Regions from separate parts of the Mus musculus genome. Here regions 2 and 3 are each linked to region 1. A link is a contact called in public Hi-C and HiChIP or PLAC-seq data. All regions are on one chromosome and are shown on one strand. The core of a region is the stretch at or near the end of the contact, and the rest is flanking DNA. Distances in the headings are between cores, read along the strand shown.

What was found. A called contact is a pair of places that touch in the nucleus more often than the background predicts. HiChIP or PLAC-seq counts read pairs in DNA pulled down with a chosen protein or histone mark.
Region 2: a contact with region 1 is called in a Hi-C map of muscle stem cells, with 2.6 times the contacts expected there. The contact joins two enhancer-like sites. A contact is called at or near these places in 2 of 484 Hi-C or Micro-C datasets (cardiomyocytes and muscle stem cells) and 1 of 9 other capture datasets (embryonic stem cells).
Region 3: a contact with region 1 is called in an HNF4G HiChIP or PLAC-seq map of pancreatic cancer cells. The contact joins two enhancer-like sites. A contact is called at or near these places in 1 of 15 datasets of contacts at CTCF or cohesin (the NIH/3T3 cell line), 3 of 484 Hi-C or Micro-C datasets (bone marrow-derived macrophages, embryonic fibroblasts and nephron progenitors), 10 of 115 datasets of contacts at active chromatin or transcription factors (the NIH/3T3 cell line, astrocytes, embryonic basal ganglia and 6 more) and 1 of 9 other capture datasets (embryonic stem cells).

Annotation. Positions count from the first base shown.
Region 1 is chr8:10,664,368-10,667,963 of GRCm38.p6, reverse strand. No RefSeq gene overlaps it. Among named protein-coding and RNA genes, the nearest start is that of Gm32330, 7.2 kb to the left of the region's middle. Within about 2 kb of position 2,018, at least 121 of the 459 cell types and tissues checked have an H3K27ac peak or open chromatin away from gene starts, as enhancers often do. A contact at or near this core is called in the NIH/3T3 cell line, astrocytes, embryonic fibroblasts and 3 more, where this site is marked.
Region 2 is chr8:11,096,630-11,100,225 of GRCm38.p6, reverse strand. No RefSeq gene overlaps it. Among named protein-coding and RNA genes, the nearest start is that of Gm15418, 89 kb to the left of the region's middle. Within about 2 kb of position 1,570, at least 113 of the 459 cell types and tissues checked have an H3K27ac peak or open chromatin away from gene starts, as enhancers often do. A contact at or near this core is called in muscle stem cells, where this site is marked.
Region 3 is chr8:10,975,866-10,979,461 of GRCm38.p6, reverse strand. No RefSeq gene overlaps it. Among named protein-coding and RNA genes, the nearest start is that of 9530052E02Rik, 30 kb to the left of the region's middle. Within about 2 kb of position 1,576, at least 163 of the 459 cell types and tissues checked have an H3K27ac peak or open chromatin away from gene starts, as enhancers often do. A contact at or near this core is called in the NIH/3T3 cell line, astrocytes, embryonic fibroblasts and 2 more, where this site is marked.

The DNA.
Region 1 (3,596 bases), core at 769-3,268:
TATCCTCCGCCTAGGACGTGTCACTCCCTGATTGGCTGCAGCCCATCGGCCGAGTTGTCGTCACGGGGAAGGCAGAGCACATGGAGTGGAGAACTACCCTTGGCACATGCGCAGATTATTTGTTTACCACTTAGAACACAGGATGTCAGCGCCATCTTGTAACGGCGAATGTGAGGGCGGCTCCCCACAGGAGGGTGTCAGGAAAGCTCAGGAGTGAGGGCAGAACCAGTGGCCTGGGCTTCGAGGAGACTTTATGCGTAGTATGCATTATGTGTGGTGGACGTTATGTGCAGTAAACATTATGTGCAGAGGATGTTATGTGCAGTGGCAATGAATTCCCATGTGCCATGCACACTCACTCCTCTCAATCCCAATTTTGGAGCAGCACTGCTGAAAGCACCTAGTTTCTGTGGTCCCCTTATGTTGGAAGAGGCCAGGGGGCAACATGTTTCCTATGACTTTTGTCTGTTAGACATTGCTTAGGAATCTACCTAGTATGCTCTCTGAGACCTTCAAAGATCTGGGAAGCTTAGGGAAGGGAAGGATGGCTTTATCTCCCTTAAGGATGTTCTCGTAAGGAGGGTTCTCCTGCCAGCCTCCATCAACAATCCAGGCCCCAGAATCCAAGACTGACCAAGTGTAGTAAAACCCCCATGTTGGCCAACGACAGCATTCTAGCTCTGAGTTTCCTGAGCCTCCATTATCTTATTCTTTTTCTTCTGTGCTTCCAGGATTAACATTGGAGACCAAGGCACTTTCCCTGTCTCTTGATTTCTTCATGTTCAAAGAATCTGTTTCAGGATGACATGTTCTGAACCCCGTTGCGGTGTTTCATGCTTTGCCTCTGTAGAGCAGTATCCAACCAGAATGCTTGGGTTGTCTAGAGACATCTAGACTTCATGCACCTGCTTATGCACACATCTGGGTACCCACTCGGGAGAGAAAGGAAGCACACAGGTCGGGGAGCAAGGTCCTTGGATCTTCAGTAACACCCCTTTCTCTCTGTCCTATGGCTTCCATGGACTGTACTGCCAAAAGGCAGTGTCAATGAAAAAACAGGCATCTCACTGGCTCTCATAATGTCCCATCTGCTCCCCGGGCTCCTCCTGCAACACAGAGCCATGCTTTGGAAACTCTGGGGATCAATTTCATTCACTCTGAAGTTACCATTCACTTCATCTTTGGTGGTCTCCAAACTCTTCTGGAAGGGTCCCTGAATATCATGCTGGTTTCTTGCTAGACAACTGATTTGGCTGGTGTGTGTGTGTGTGTGTGTGTGTGTGTGTGTGTGTACGTACACACATATATGCATGTGTACCTCTGTGTACAGGCTCCCATACCATTTCCTACATGGATAAAACTCTTCTCCAAAATTACAAAAGAATTACTGAGGGCATCTCAATGAATTTGTTCTCTTTATTTCTTAAAATAATTTTGTTTTAGATATAGTAAAAATAATAATAGCTCTGTTTTCTTTTTGTTTTTATTACATTGAAATGAAACATGTCTATATTGCATGCAACCTGCTTGGAATTTCTAGAAGATAGTTGCAAGACTGGATGTCTAACTCCAGGCAGCCTGATGCTTAGCTTAGGGACCCCTTCCTCTCCTTCAGCAAAGGAAGCCTCGATTTACACCTCTATAGACCCATCTCAGCAAGTTCAGTCTTTCCATTAACCCCTGGTAGCCACAATGACTTCCTAATACCAGTTAATTAACAAACACTGGTGCTCCAACAGATGAATTCCTGGGAGAGTCTTTGGTGTGGTCCCCAGACTGCAGGAGCAGAGCGCAAGCTTTTTCCTTTGTTCTTCCAACACTTTCCTTGTGGGCCACAAAGTACTTTGAATCTCAAATGAGCTCTCTAATTAGTCTCTGCCGGCCTTCCTGCAGGATGGGCAGGGCTGTCGATTATCTCCACTTTGCAGATAGTAACAATTTACAGGACTTGGCTGAGGTCACCGGAACATTAGCATCTCAGCCAGAATACAACTCTTAGTCACTAAGCCCAGTCCTCCTACTCTGTTCCCTAGACAACTCCCTCCATCCTCTTGGCATTGGATCTGTACTTGCAGGGAGACCTTATTGTAACACTGTGAACTCCAATTTGGTGCTTGAGGCCTGGAGGTAAAAGGGGGACTTGAGGAAAGGTGTTCTGGCGTGTTTGTTTTATAGATAATACTCTACTGACTGGCTTGGCAACTCTGCGTGCACTTGTGTCTCAAAAACAAAAAAAAATGTCATTTACACAATCCATAGACTATCTTCATGGCCTAAATATTTCAAGGCCAGACCAAGTGAATACACCACCGGTGGGTGATTCTCAGCAACTAAGTATGCTTGTGTGAGGTTTGGGGACTCACTGTGCCCTGTGGTGATTGCAGATGAGATTCCCCACTGCCCAGTGCTCTGTGCATGTGATTTGAGCCTCTTTCTGTTGTATTGGAGAGCTGTGACACGGGGAGGCACATCTTTTCTCACCTCCTGAGGAGACACCAGAACTCTGTGTGGCCAAAGTACAGGGCTGTGTTAACCAGAACCAGGTCTCTCAAGAAACATAGAAGTGCAAGCTGCACAAACCCAGCTCATCATTTATTGACAGGAGCCTTAGACGCAGGCGGGACCAGGGGCTGCTATTGGACGGTCTACAGGCAAATTTCCGAGAGTGCCAGAGCTGAAGAACGAAGACATAGACTTTGATTCCTAAATCTCCAGTGCTCAGGAACGCTGTGGTCACGGCAGATGTGTGTTTATTCATGATATTCAACTGACGCAGACTCCCAGACTCCGTTCCCCACCCTCTCTGAACAGTAAACAAGTCCTCCCCATGACTGTGGGAACGGACTAATGAGTAATTACACGTTTGAAAGTCACCAGAATGGAATCCCAGGGGTGGACCCCTGAGTAAAGGAGAGTTGTGGGATAAATGCAAACACATTCTTTGGATTCCAGATCCCAGTGTGGTGCCAGGGTGCAGCTTCCCCAGGGAGGGCATGGAGGTACAGTAGGCCGCAGAGCTGATCCTATTAGCCACCTCACTTGGGCACTGATCCAAGAAGGCTAGCTGTAAACATGAATATTATTGTTCAGATCTTTGCTCTGTCTCATTCAAATATAGAAAGCTACATAAACATAAGGGAATTCTCTAAGAAGTATTTATCTCAATCCAAAGCAAGGAATGACTTCTGTGTTTGTTTGTTTGTTTATCTGTAGTGGTAGCATTAGTGTATTTGAGTTAGTGATCCAAGAAATGGGCATACTTTATGTTTGGGAAGTTGCAACCAATACCAGCATCACACTGACACATTCATTCATTTAGCCTTCCAGAGACACAATAAACAGCTCTGAGAACTATCAAAGCTAATGATTTAGTCCTCTCCCCATAATCATAAATGTGGCAGGTCACACACCCTTATAGGTGAATCGAATCCTGAATGTGGTAATCAGTACAAACAATTACTAACTGCTAAAACTGCTTAAAGTCTGCCGAGGCTGTCTGCCATTGGTAGCTAGAAGAAACCCCAACCAGCTGCTCCTTTTCGGCCAACCAGCTGATCATTTCAAACATAGTTGCACAGACATTAATTTGAATGATG
Region 2 (3,596 bases), core at 321-2,820, 430 kb before region 1:
CCAGGGAACATTCCTAGACACACAGGCCATAACACTTCTCTTCCTCTGGGCTCGCACCCCACTGTTCTCCAGTGCACACCTTCAGGAGCATACTTATGTAGTAGACACACACAGCTCTCCACCTATTCACTTGCCTCCTTGCCAAACCTTTTCCCATCCACCTATGACCCTCTCCCTCTCTGACTTTAGCCAGGTGACTGACTGTAGCCAGTGAGTAGCAGCATCTCCAAGGCCAGAGAGACCAGCAGGTACCTGTGTGTGCTGCCATTTCCTTGTTCTGATGCTCTGTCTGGTCACACAAACTTATCTGAGCAATGGAAAGGCAGGTGGAGTAAAGTTGAGCCTCAATCCTCTTCTCTGAGGTCCCTGGAGGCAAGCAATGGCTCTGAAAACCCTCATTTGCAAGGAAATACAGCTAAACCTGCGGAGCCATCTAGTCAGTCTGCACTGACTAGCAAGAACTCAGATCAGCAGGAACCCAGAAGTGGGGATGCAGTGGACACTTTGTTTAACTGAACATTCCTGTTTGTTACTTAGCATTGCTGGGGCAGCAGATGGCGGATACACTCACAGGAGGCTGATGCTCGGCATGCTGGGAGCTCATTGAAAGCACAGTAAATGATCAAGTGCTGAGGGAAAAAAAAGATAACTTTTCTGTGAGATCACGGAGCCTACAGCATGCCTGGCTTGCTGTAGCACCCATGAGAGCCCATCAAAGCATGTTACGCAGTCTGAAATCACACTTGATAAACTCAATAATTTCTAGTCCTGTTGGAGCACCCGGCTGGCAAATGTGGGCTTCAGTTAAGCAATGTGAACCGAACAACGGAGACTGGAAGCCGAAAGGGAAACCTGTGCCCCAATTTCGCTTCATGAATTCCAAGTGTTTGGTGATAAATCTCAAAATGATCTAAGGCTTATTTTCCCAAAATGCCAGGAGGGAAAAAGTATAGAAAGGGGGCCATATTTTATAAGAACAATGGTGTGCCTGTTACAAACACATATATATTTCTGTTCGTCATTATGGAGGTATTTGTGCGCTTGCCAAGTGTGCTGCATGCCTCAGATTTAAAAGGCTAGAGAAAGATGGTTTTAATAAAGTTTCCTAATGTAATAGAAGACACATAATAACATCCTGCTTCAAATCTCTGGGAAAAGAAAAGTTCTTTTTGAAATGTTTTTCTTCCCCCTTCAAGAATTATTTTCAGCTAACAAGAAGAGGAAGGAACCATGAGGCCCTGAGCTGCCCCGTAGACTCATGGCTGCCCCTTTTTATGTGGTTGGTTGATGATATTATTAGGGGTTCAGTTACTCTGTAATCAAATGAAACAGCCAGAGAGCTAAAGGTAGGGTGATAAATGAGGTCCCCCAGGAAAGCCGGATTTCATTTCTGTCATGGGTCAAATTGGCAGATGACCTCATGTGAAATCAACACACGGAGGTCTGTGTCTTGTGACCCAGCGCTGGTGCTGGAAGACGGTGGCTGTCCTCACATGAGCACAGGCAGCCCTTCAAGTCACGGCTGTTACATAACAGCAAAGCAATGACACGGGATCTCTGCAGTCACCAAGGAACCTCTGGCAACCAGTCAGCTGTGACCTCAGCCTTACGCACGTCAGAGCTGTAGGTCACAGGGACATTTGTACCTGCTCTGTGTCTCGTGATTTACTCTCAGGAGTAAAAGCACCGGGTTTTATTGTTTCTCTGCTCTGTGGATTCTGCTGAAGGCATGTGCTCGGGGGGTGGGCAGCAGAACAGGACCAGCTCGTGGGCTTGGGAAAAACCCTGCTTCAAGTCATCAGCTGGTTCCTAGAAAGGAAGGAGTTTGAATGGCACCCTTTAGAGTCAGCAGTGTGCTGGAAGGAGATAGTGACCTCAGAGCTGTTTGTGAGGATGGAGACACCCAGGGGAGGTGCTGTCCTTAGCAAACAGGCAGAGGTGGCTATTCCTGATTGTAATCAGGTACTTGTAGTCTGTGGAATTGTGTCAAACTAGGACAGGTCCCAGAGGGGCCGCTCTATGATAGTCTCATCATCCAGCCCAGGGCTCCTTGCTTTGAAGAAAGGGTCATCCCCCAGAACTCTGTTCTGGCTCTCAGAGCCTTCTCCTGACTCTCAGGCTCACCCAATTTTCTCTGCTTTGCCACCTCCTGTGCTCAAAGGGGTGGTAACAAGATCCTGTGGTCTCTGAGTGCACACGTAACTCCTTCAGCAGCTGTTCTTTGTGGGTTTTTTATTCTTCCCATGCTAGAGAGGAGGGAAGTGAAGTGGAAGGCTAATCCTGGCCCAGCCTGCTTAGCAGAGGCATCCCACGTCTGCCTAGGTTCAAAGCCCATGTGACTTATGAGCTGTTTCAATGTGTGTATGCCAGGCTCTTGTCAATCACCATCTTTGAGTGGTGGGGTAGACACTGCTATGATGTGGTGACCATCCACCATCAACACTACAGCATCTGTGACTAAAGCCGAGGACCCTCTATCACACAGAGAAGTCCATCGGATGGTCAGAAGGCTTGGCATTAACAGTGAGGATTCTTGGTTGGGAAGAAGAACATAGGCTTCAGACTGACTCATAGATACCTTTTTCCATCTCTTTGCCTCTATAATCTCTCTCTTCTACCTATCTGCCTATCTTTCTATTATCTGTCTATCAATCAATCAATAAATCATCTATCCATTATCTCCCTATTATCTATTATCTGTGTATCAGTCATATCTATCATCAATCTACATACCTATTATCTACATATCAATCACATCTATTGTCAATCAATCAATCTACCTACCTATTATTATCTATCATATATCTATCAATTACATCTCTCATCTATCATTTATTATCTCTCTATCATAATTATCTAGTATCTATAATATGTCTCTTATTTGTTATCGATTTCCCATCACCTGCCCATCCATCCATCCACCCGTCCATCCATTCTCCCACACATATGCCCATACTATATCCTATTGCTTCTGTTTTTCTGGGAAATACTGTCTAACTCAAATGTTCTTAACCCACATTTCTCAGATTTCTCCTGGCCTTCTCAGTGTTATGATGGGAAGCTGTCTGTACAAATGGCAGAAGACAAGTGAGTCTCAGAATATCACTAGTCTTGTTGGTACTGCTAATCCTATAAGAATTCAATAGTAGTGCTAGGTTTGGCTCTGCTATAACCCTTCACTACAGAGCCTTGCCCTTAGTTCCATGCAAGCCAGGACTATCATCAGCCTTAACTATACAAGTAGTTGGGTATTCAACTATCCACTTGAATTACATGAGACTGTATCTTCAAGACTGGACTTTCTCCCAGTTGACTCCTTGATTTTCAACCATTATAAACACATTGATAAGGACTGGCATATATGTGGATAGTAAGCAAGTGTGCAGACAGCGTATGGATACAGACCTGCATGATTATGTTCAAAGATATTGATGTAGAGATAGACAGACAGATAGATGATAGGCAGATGGTGTGGGTAACATAGATGCATGTGAAAGCTACCCTTATGACTCCCCTGAGTCTTCTGGAGAACATGAGAGTACCTTTTATCTGTGGGTATTAGGTGTCCCTAAGCTATTATTGACTAGGGTGGCTTC
Region 3 (3,596 bases), core at 327-2,826, 310 kb before region 1:
GATGACATTGAGAGCAAAGGAGCTGGACCCATGCTAATGAGATCTGATGCCGTCCCAACGCTGTCGAATTCAAATTACCAGGCTGCATTCTTGTTATCTACTGATGCAGATGTCATCAGCTTAATCATCTGTCATATATCTGGAAAGTTCCATAATGCCCGAAGAAGGAGAAACCACCTTCGTAGCCAATGCTGAACACATACTTGCCCAAGTCAGGAGGAAGCCATCCCTCCTGCCAGCTTCTCTCCACGCCCCCACCCCCTACCCTCCACCCCCCCACTCCCCACTCCACACCCACCCCCATTGCTTGATACTGCAATACTGTCCCAGAGCTATGGCACTGGAATGGGTGAGCAGCTTCACTGCCAGGCAGAGACTAAGTGGCTGATGCCATTACTCCATCTTCATGCTCCTCTTGTTTGTACAAGAACAAATTTACTCAGCCCTTTTGCTCCCAAGAAGGAAAGAACTTCAGAAGTCTCTGTTCATGTTGTCAGCAGGGGACAGACCCATCCCACGGGCAAGCACCCAGCTACAGGCTTGCCATATGTGACTCCTGGGTGAAAACCATGGCTTCTCTCTCTCTTCCACCACTGGTCCCTGGGTCAACTTTGCCCGAGCCATCTATCACTGGCTCTCCGTCCCCTGCCGTGCCCTCTCAGCCAGGCCTGGGCAGAGTCTGGTCCTGATGCCAAGCAAGTGCGGGTTCATTGCCGTGGCTTCTGCAGGCCCACGGACGGACGGCAGCCGCACGGATGCTCCTGAACTTTCGAGGATCAGCTCAGGGTTGTTCGGTTCATGCCTGCAGCAGCTCGCTGGCCAGTGGCCAGGGTTTTGTTTACTGCTCTCAGAGCAGACGTTCGCCTTCCTCCCGCCTGGGCCATTTTCTGAAGACATTAAGCTCTTGGCTCAGTGTCCTCGCCTCCTGCTTCCGGCTGCGCTGCCTGGCACGGCCACGTCCGGTCAAGTGGCTGATCCAGCTCTGAGCTCCTCTGTCCTCCTGGCCCACAGCAAGGCCGGCTTCGGGCCCTCCCCACCAGAGACTTTTCCCTTTGTGTTGCTTTCCTCCTGGGAGTTATTAAAGTGGGTACACTCCCCTAGGCTTTGAAGACAGGGTGGGCACATGCAGTTCCTCCCTGGCAGTCAAAAGTTCACATAATGCCTTCAGTGTGAGTCAAGTGTGTGTCTCCCATCTTGTTCCAGTCAATTGCTGCCTGGGTTTGTCTTCTGAGATCTAAATCTCAGCCTTCGTCTGGAAGTGAACTCGCCTCTGGACACCCCAGGCAGGCCAGTGGAAGGCAAGGGCAGCTGACAGGAACTTTTTGACTTCTTGCCTGGCATTCTCCTAGGACCGGACACCAAGCTGCCAGGCTCAGGATGCTGACCCTGTCTTTCTGCTTCACCCTGCCCTATGCTCCCATCCCATTGCTCCGGAGAAAGTTAGCTGGAAGGGCCCAGGCGTGACTGAAAACCTGCTCAAGCTTGAGTCAATAGCCACACCTGAGGCAGGGAGTCCTCGGGAGAGCAGCTTTCAGCCAGGCCCCTCCAAGAGCCTCCACTCATGGATGTTTATCTGGTGACTCAGTCAGGATACAGGGCCAGATGGTTGGCTTCTTGACTGTTTAAGGAAAGCACCCACCCTAAAGGGGCCTCACGCTGCTGCTTCCACTCTGAAGCTCCAGCCTTTTGTTAAGAGCCCTTACCAGCTATCTTGGGGAGGGAAAAACAGTGTTTCCTTTTTATTTAAGAACAGGTAGATACGATAAGTGATAGTTTAATTGCAGCATGGTCAGTACTACAAGTTATTGAAGAATGGGAAGAAGTCTGTCTATCTGTCTCTCTGTCTCTTCTCTCTTTTTCTGTCTCTTCTCTCTCTCTCTCTCTCTCTCTCTGTGTGTGTGTGTGTGTGTGTGTGTCTCTCTGTCTCTGTCTCTCTGTCTCTGTGTGTCTCTCTGTGTGTCTCTCTGTGTCTCTGTCTCTGTCTCTCTCTCTCTCTCTCTCTCTCTCTCTGTGTGTGTGTCTCTCTCTGTCTCTGTCTCTCTGTCTCTGTGTGTCTCTCTGTGTGTCTCTCTGTGTCTCTGTCTCTGTCTCTCTCTCTCTGTGTATGTGTGTGTGTGTGTGTGTAGTGATCAATTGCTAAACATTATTTTTTTGAGACTGAATCTTTTATTGAACTTAGGGCTCAGAGTTCAGCTGGGCTGCTTTGCCAGCATGCCCCGAGGGTCTGTCTGCATGTCTCTACTCCCCCAGTACTGGGGTGACTGGCAGTATGACTGCACCCAACTTTTATGTGGGTGCTGGGGACTCACACTTTGGAGACTGTCCATAGCCAGCCATCTCCCTAGCCCCCCCTCTCTGTTGATTTTTTAGACAATAAGAACTCCTCATTTTTATTTGTAAAATACCACTCTGTAAATTAAGGAAGAACATCTACGTGGAACTCCATGGCCAGTGAACTTCTCTAAGCACAGGTTGCTTTAAATCTTAGGGGCATCAATACAGAGACTAAGGAAGGGACACTAGGAATCAACCCAGGCTGGTGTGTCTTTGGGCAGATAGTCTCTGTTAGCAGCAGACTGAGTTCCCTTAGCCTGTCTGGAAGTCAAGATGAAGTCCTTGGAAATCAGGCTGCAGCAGCTCCTAGTCTGCCTCGAGCTTTTCTCCATTCGTTTCTCCCAGGACATCACAGACCCTAAACAGGTGCTCTATCACTAAACCATCAGCCCACGCTGGCCTTGAACTCATGATCCTCCTGCCTCAGCCTCCAGCTGCCTTAACCTACAGGCTAGCTGGTTTTTTTCTTTATATCACTCGCAAAAGCTTAACTGATGAAGAATTAAATGAAGTTGACTAGGTTAAGACTGCAGACAGCTCCCTTTGTGGCAAACACAAACTCTGACCTCTCTCCCGCATAAACGGACCCTCAAGGACTAGATTCATCCGATACCTCTGCCATGATCACCCATCCACATGAGGTAGAGGTCTTCTGTTGGAGTCACAGATTTGATGATAAGTGACAAGCTTTCAAATGACCAAGAAGGAGCCCTGAAGGCCATTCACTGATTCACTAAGCAGATTGCTCTGTGACAGGGGACAGAATCAGATGGTAGCTGGGAGCATGGAAGTGGAGAATCCTTACGTCCCAAACCTAGGGGTCTCTCCACCCCATCACTACACACTGCTCTCTGGGATGCTCTCTTTCCTTCAACCCCACACAGACCAATTGCTGAGAACAGATCTGCTTGTTATGATCCTGCCATGGATCCACCCACAGCGATGCCCCTGCCATTCCTACGTAGCCCCTCTGAGAAGCTACAGCACACACCCGTTCCAGTAGCCTCTCGACTTGCAGGCTGTGGAGACAGTGAGAGGGTCAGTGCCAGCTCAGGATACCCTTTAACCCAACTTCCTTTTCCACATGACCCACCCTGGGGCCCTGCCTCTAGCCTTGCTGCATGTCAGCAGCACCGGCCAACAGGCCAGCTGTGACAGTTTGTTGACCATGGCCTGAGGAACATCCTAGCTCATCCCAGCTTGCCCGGATAGAACCTCTGGCTGACACCGCTGTCTCCATGACAACCCAATAGCCATCTCTC